2 separate regions of the Sus scrofa genome follow, and region 1 is linked to region 2. Evidence: chromatin contacts called from public Hi-C data. All regions are on one chromosome and are shown on one strand. Each heading gives the region's core, a stretch centred on a gene start, on an enhancer-like site or on the middle of the called end of the contact. The rest is flanking DNA. Distances are from core to core; before and after follow the strand shown.

Region 1 (2,836 bases), core at 175-2,674, 340 kb before region 2:
CACCCCACCCCAGAGCACACACGCTCCCAGACCTGTCCTCAGATTCCCTCATTAACCCATCCTGTCCCACAGGGGCAGGCTCCTCACACCTCCCTTCACGCACCAACCACATCCACCTGTGAGCCTCAATCAACACTCATCAGTAATCAGCAAGTGCCAACATGATTTTGATTAACTAATGTAATTGGGGACCCTTCCAGATGGTTTAGACTTAAGTAAAAACCCCTGCTTATTTTCTGGTATCCTTGTTAAACCCATTCTCCGGCACAAGGCCATCTCTCTCCTGGGTTACTCCAGGGCAGGGAGCAGGAGCCAACTGGCTCCATGGTGATTGGCCTCCTGTATCCTCAGGTGACCTCACACTAGGTTGCTCTGGTGGCACTCAGTGACCACCAGGGACTCCTCACAGCCATGGCTCTGTAGAGACGTCCTCTGGGAGACCTATCCACTGATGCTGGGTCCCTGTGGGGGGGCCCTGAGAACAGTGGGTGGCCATGATTCCCCTCTGGAGGGTGGGCTGTGTGGCTGGGCCACATGCTGGACCCTCAGGCTGGCTCTGAGCCCACAGCCCATAGGCCTCTCCTACGTGGGTCTGCTGAACCTCCCTGAGACACTCAACCTGTGTTCTCTGCTCTGCCTCTTGGCTGTGCTGCTGGTGTCGGTTTGCTCCTTTCGGTGAAGAACCAAAATGTCCAGGACACTGTGTTCTCCTGGTGGCAGCTGGCTCGCTGAACCGCTCTGGGTCCTGCTCGCTGACTGCCATTTCTGTGCTGTGGGAGTGCTGGGGTTTGTGCAGCTTCTCCTGGGAGAAGGGACCCCCAACAGCCCCACATCGCCCTCTGCTCTCAGAGGCCCAACAGACATGGCTGTTTTGCTTCTCCAGTGAGGTTTTGTAAATGCTGCACAAACGGATCATATTGATCCCTTTTCTCTCCGTCCCCACTGAGTGTGAGCTGTCGATTTCATTTCGGGGAAGATAATGATTTTTTTACATGCAAACGTCAGCTAAATCCATGGCATGGGCCCTGCACAATGGTCAAGAATCCGCTTTTCCCTAAGGGTCCCAGTTCTATGGGATTGAAAAGCACGCCAGTTATTCTGTGGAGACTTGGCCCCCCGGGCAGGGTTGGCAGAATTCCAACAACACATTTCCCCACCACGATGACAGCGGTGTTTCTCGTGGCTGCCAGGAAACGCTGCCCCAGCAGGACCTGGGCTTGCACAGTGCTCTTCATTGTGTTACACTCCTAATAAAATAATTCTGTTTTATCTTCTCTCTCCGCCTCTCTCACCTCCAGGTGCAAATAGTCTACAAACCAGTGGATCTGAGCAAGGTGACCTCCAAGTGTGGCTCGTTAGGCAACATCCACCATAAGCCAGGTAGCTCTAGTAGAAGGCCGGGTGGGGTGGGGCAGGACGGGGCGGGGCCTGCTCCGGAAGTGGCTGGGAAGGGTTGCGGCGGGACTGGCCCTGGCCTGGGAGAAGTCGCTGTGTACCGGGCTGCCTGAGGCAAGGTGAGGAGGGCGGTGTGGCAGATGCTGGTCTAAACCCTTACCCACGGTTCTCCACACGGGCTGCACAAGGGGCCTCGGGGAAGGGCCTGACCTGGTCCCCAAGGCCTGGCTGGCTGGGTCCCGATTTGGTCCGCAGTCGATGTGAGGGTCACTTCACCAACTGCACCAGCTCCAACACGGGACCCTGGGGTCCTTGCCGGTGCCCTCGTGATTTTGTTTCAACAGAAAATGCTACTACTGGAACTCCCCGTGTTTACCCCGCCCGGTATAGAAATCAGTGCTTTCCACGGCTCTTTCTGCAACAAAGGAAACGTCCCAGCTGTGCTGTTGTGTTTGGTGGCCACTAGCCACATGTGGCTGCTGAGCATTTGCATTGTGGCTGGTGCAGTTGAACTGAACGAATTTTATTAAAATTTCGGTGGCTACAGGTGGTTGCTGGCTACCATCTGGGAGAGAAGGGATCTAGATTCTAACTTCTGCCTGGGAGCGCAGAGTAGGGTCTACAGCCTTAGGCCCTCTTCAGGGCCGAGATCTTTACATGACCCATTACTGCAGTTAGAGAGGGCCATCAGAAGCATAGTCTAGGAGTTGCCATTGTGGCTCAGCAGGTTAAGAACCCAACATAGTGTCCTTCAGTATGCAGGTTTGACCCCTAGCCTTGCTCAGTGGGTTAAGGATCTGGCATTGCTGCAAGCTGCAGTGTAAATTGCAGACACAGCTCGGATCTGGCTTGGCTGTGGCGTAGGCCAACAGCTGCAGCTCTGATTTGACCTGTAGCCTGGGAACTTCCATATGCTGCAGGTGCGGCTCTAAAAGGGGGGAAGAAAAACATAGTTGAGAATGTGTCCATTACTTTCTGTCTCCCTTTAGTCTTCCCCAGAGAAAGCTGTCCCTTCTTCTGGGGCCACCATCCTGCCACACTGTGGAGCAGCTTTCCTGAGCAGCTTTATCCTTCCCAAGAAAGGAGTGTATTCCTCAGGCCATGCTGCCCATCCTTGGGCCTTGTATGGGGTGTCTGAGGAGCGCCAAAGGGTCAGGGTCCTTCCTCATTAAGGGTACACTTTGCCATTGAGTTTAATTCTGAGGTCTTCTTGTAGCTTGCAGGGTGTTGGCCTAAGAAAGACTTGACTCTTTGGAAGTCAACCAGTTTAGAACTTAGAATAATTTCTCATGAACTGAGTTGTCGTTTATCTTTGTGTTATCTAAAGAGGAAGTTTGCTGAGTAAATATTCGATGTCCTCCCTGATTAGAGAGATGAAGCAAACTTTTCAAGCCCCTTGGAAGGACCTACCTGCTCCCACACTATGCTCTAAATAAAGGCG
Region 2 (2,742 bases), core at 120-2,619:
GACCCCTGGCCCAGGAAATCCATAGGCGGTGCAGCGGCCAAAAAAGAAAGAAAGAAACAAAAAAATATCCTCATGAGCACATTTATGCTCTTTTTCCAAGAAGAGAATTTTTATACTTTTCATCATATTTTCAAAGGGGTCAGACACCCAAAAAAGGCTAAGAACTGCTGCTTGATAGCCTTTGTGGGATTCTGTTTATCTTTCCTCTGAATGTTTTGACATTGCATCTGCTGTGTCCAGCCTTCCTCCGGGCTACTTCGAGCTCTAAGATAGCGAATCCCCTTCCCCCAGGACCCTCTTCACTTCCCCCGTCTCCCAGCCATTCCTTGAGTCACACTTAGGTTTAGAAAGAAAGGCAGTTCCACCTTTTATTTTCACATCTTCTTCGGCCTTGCTTGTAGCCGAATCAGCATTCCTACCAAGCCCCTCTGAGCCTTCCTCTGGACTCTGCTGGACCCTGGTGGGCACACCCCTCCCCCCCAAGTGGAGCCCCCAGCTTGTATCCCTCTGGTCCCTTCCCCTATCAGGCTCCAATGGTCTCCACTGGGCTTCCTTCCCTCAGATGATTGGGTTCCTGTGGATGTGAATATTCTTGATAGTCAGCACTTACATGCCCGCTCTCCCACCGGTTTTATTTTTCTTAGAACAGAGCCCACTGTCAGATGGAGATGATTCACATCTCAAATTGTTGGGCATACCCAAGAAGGCATGTATACTTTCTAAAAAAATGTTATTCTTGGAGTTCCCATCGCGGCGAAGCAGAAATGAATCCGACTAGGAACCATGAGGTTTCGGGTTTGATTCCTGGCCTTGCTTACTGGGTTAGGGATCCAGCATTGCCGTGAACTGTGGTGTAGGTTGCAGACGCAGCTTGGATCCTGTGTTGCTGTGGCTCTGGCATCTGCCAGCAGCTGTAGCTCCGATTGGACCCCTGGCCTGGGAACCTCCATATGCAGCGGGTTTGGCCCTAAAAAAAAAAAAAAAAAAAAAAAAGATGCAAAACAAAACGTCATTCTTTTGTATTTACACAAACCTCCTAGGATGTTAGTTATTAGGGACTGAGGCGTCATTTCATATCCAAGATGCATGGTCAGTGTAAGGACAGGAGGGTGTCCTGAGTGTCTCAGTTTGTCTTTGTGGAGTGAGACTTTGGTTTGGGCACCTGAGCACTTGAAACAGCATGTGGCAGTGCTGGTCTCAGGGATCCTGCAGCTTCCCAGTCCATGGGCTTCAAAGGAAATTTTAAAAATGACCACCTTAACCCTACTTCTTCTCCCATTGCAGCCTGCCCGCCTTGAGTTCTCAGTGCTGCCCTTATGTGTCCTACATGTTAAGGAGAAACCAGAGGTCAAAGTTCTAGCGTTTAAAAGCTTGGTTACTAGTTGAAATGTGGAGAGAGCTCTTGTGTGGTTAGTTTCACAATCATTTACTTAATGCATTTTATTGCTGGTGCTGCAAGTTTTTGTTTTGATTTAGAATTTGTGACATTTTGCCAGTATCTAGTTTCTTATCCTGGTAGCTGGCATTTTTCCAGGCCTTGGGGGGTTTCTAGAATTGAATAGGACCTGATCCTTGTATATCAGGACTGATAGGTGAGCTGAGACATACGTTGTGCACAGAGAAAAAAATATCAAGCGGAAGGCAAAGGCTGTAAGACAGATACAAGCAAAGAAGAGGGGATCTTTAAAGGGAAAAGCAGGAGTATTTCCAGTCAGCAGGTGAAAGAAGGTTCTTTGGAGGAGGGACTGGTAGTGAAACTGTGGGGGTGGGGCAACCTTGGTATGCTCATGGAAGGGGGTCGAGGGTAAGAGTGCAGTCTCCTTCCTATAAATGTAATACAGTTCATTGAGTAATTAAAAAATTTTGAAGAAAAGAGTGCAGTCTCAGGGTCGGGATAGGTCTACACTCCTGAGCTGTGTGACCTAGGGCAAGTTTTTCACCCTTTCAAAGCCTCAGTTGCCTAATCTGTAAAATGGGGATCATAGTATTGGCCTCATTTGGTTATTACAAGGATCAAATGAGTTCGTCCATGTAAAGCACTTAAAACAAGATCTGTAGCATAGTGAGGACTCAAATATTAACTCTGTAGGGGAGAAGGGTATTCTAGGCAGAGCGTACGTACAGCTCTAGGAAAAGAAGGAAAATGAAAGGACAATTATTCTTTTGGGAAACACTGAATAATAGAAATACCAGGAAACAAATGGAGGGAACTAATGCTTATCATAATAGCAACTCCCTGTACTGCAGAATTCCTCTGTGCTAATGCTTTCCGAGCACTTCCTGAGCATTGCACACTTGCCCTTCCCAGCGACTCCTCAAAGGGAAGGTGCAGTTACCTCCACTCTACAGGTGAGGAAACGGAGGCTGAGGGAGGCTAAATAACTCCCGCAAGGACACTTGTTGAGTGAGCAGAAGCCTCAGGAATCAGACCCACGTTGCATGCTGCCTCAGCCTCCATTCTTTTCTTCCGCCCCCCAGCCTGCCCCTTTATTTAGAAAATGAATATTTTAAGATTAAAACTTATATAGTAATCACTTTATATGCAATAATTAGTTTATCTTTCTTTTTTTTTTTTTTTTTTTTGCCATTTCTTGGGCCACTTCCTCGGCATATGGAGGTTCCCAGGCTAGGGGTCGAATCGGAACTGTGGTTGTCAGCCTACGCCAGAGGCACAGCAACACAGGATCCGAGCCGAGTCTGCAACATACACTACAGCTCATGGCAATGCTGGATCCTTAACCC

Evidence for each region. Hi-C and Micro-C count contacts between places; a contact is called where the count stands out from the background.
Region 1: a contact with region 2 is called in a Hi-C map of liver, with 2.8 times the contacts expected there. The contact joins two enhancer-like sites. A contact is called at or near these places in 2 of 47 Hi-C or Micro-C datasets (embryonic fibroblasts and liver).

Annotation. Positions count from the first base shown.
Region 1 is chr12:17,107,224-17,110,059 of Sscrofa11.1, reverse strand. It overlaps MAPT (microtubule-associated protein tau), which reads left to right. Exons shown (of 11, transcript XM_021066819.1): 9 at 1,299-1,380. Among named protein-coding and RNA genes, the nearest start is that of MAPT, 100 kb to the left of the region's middle. Within about 2 kb of position 1,424, at least 15 of the 83 cell types and tissues checked have an H3K27ac peak or open chromatin away from gene starts, as enhancers often do. A contact at or near this core is called in liver, where this site is marked.
Region 2 is chr12:16,765,273-16,768,014 of Sscrofa11.1, reverse strand. No RefSeq gene overlaps it. Among named protein-coding and RNA genes, the nearest start is that of ITGB3, 14 kb to the right of the region's middle. Within about 2 kb of position 1,369, at least 4 of the 83 cell types and tissues checked have an H3K27ac peak or open chromatin away from gene starts, as enhancers often do. A contact at or near this core is called in liver, where this site is marked.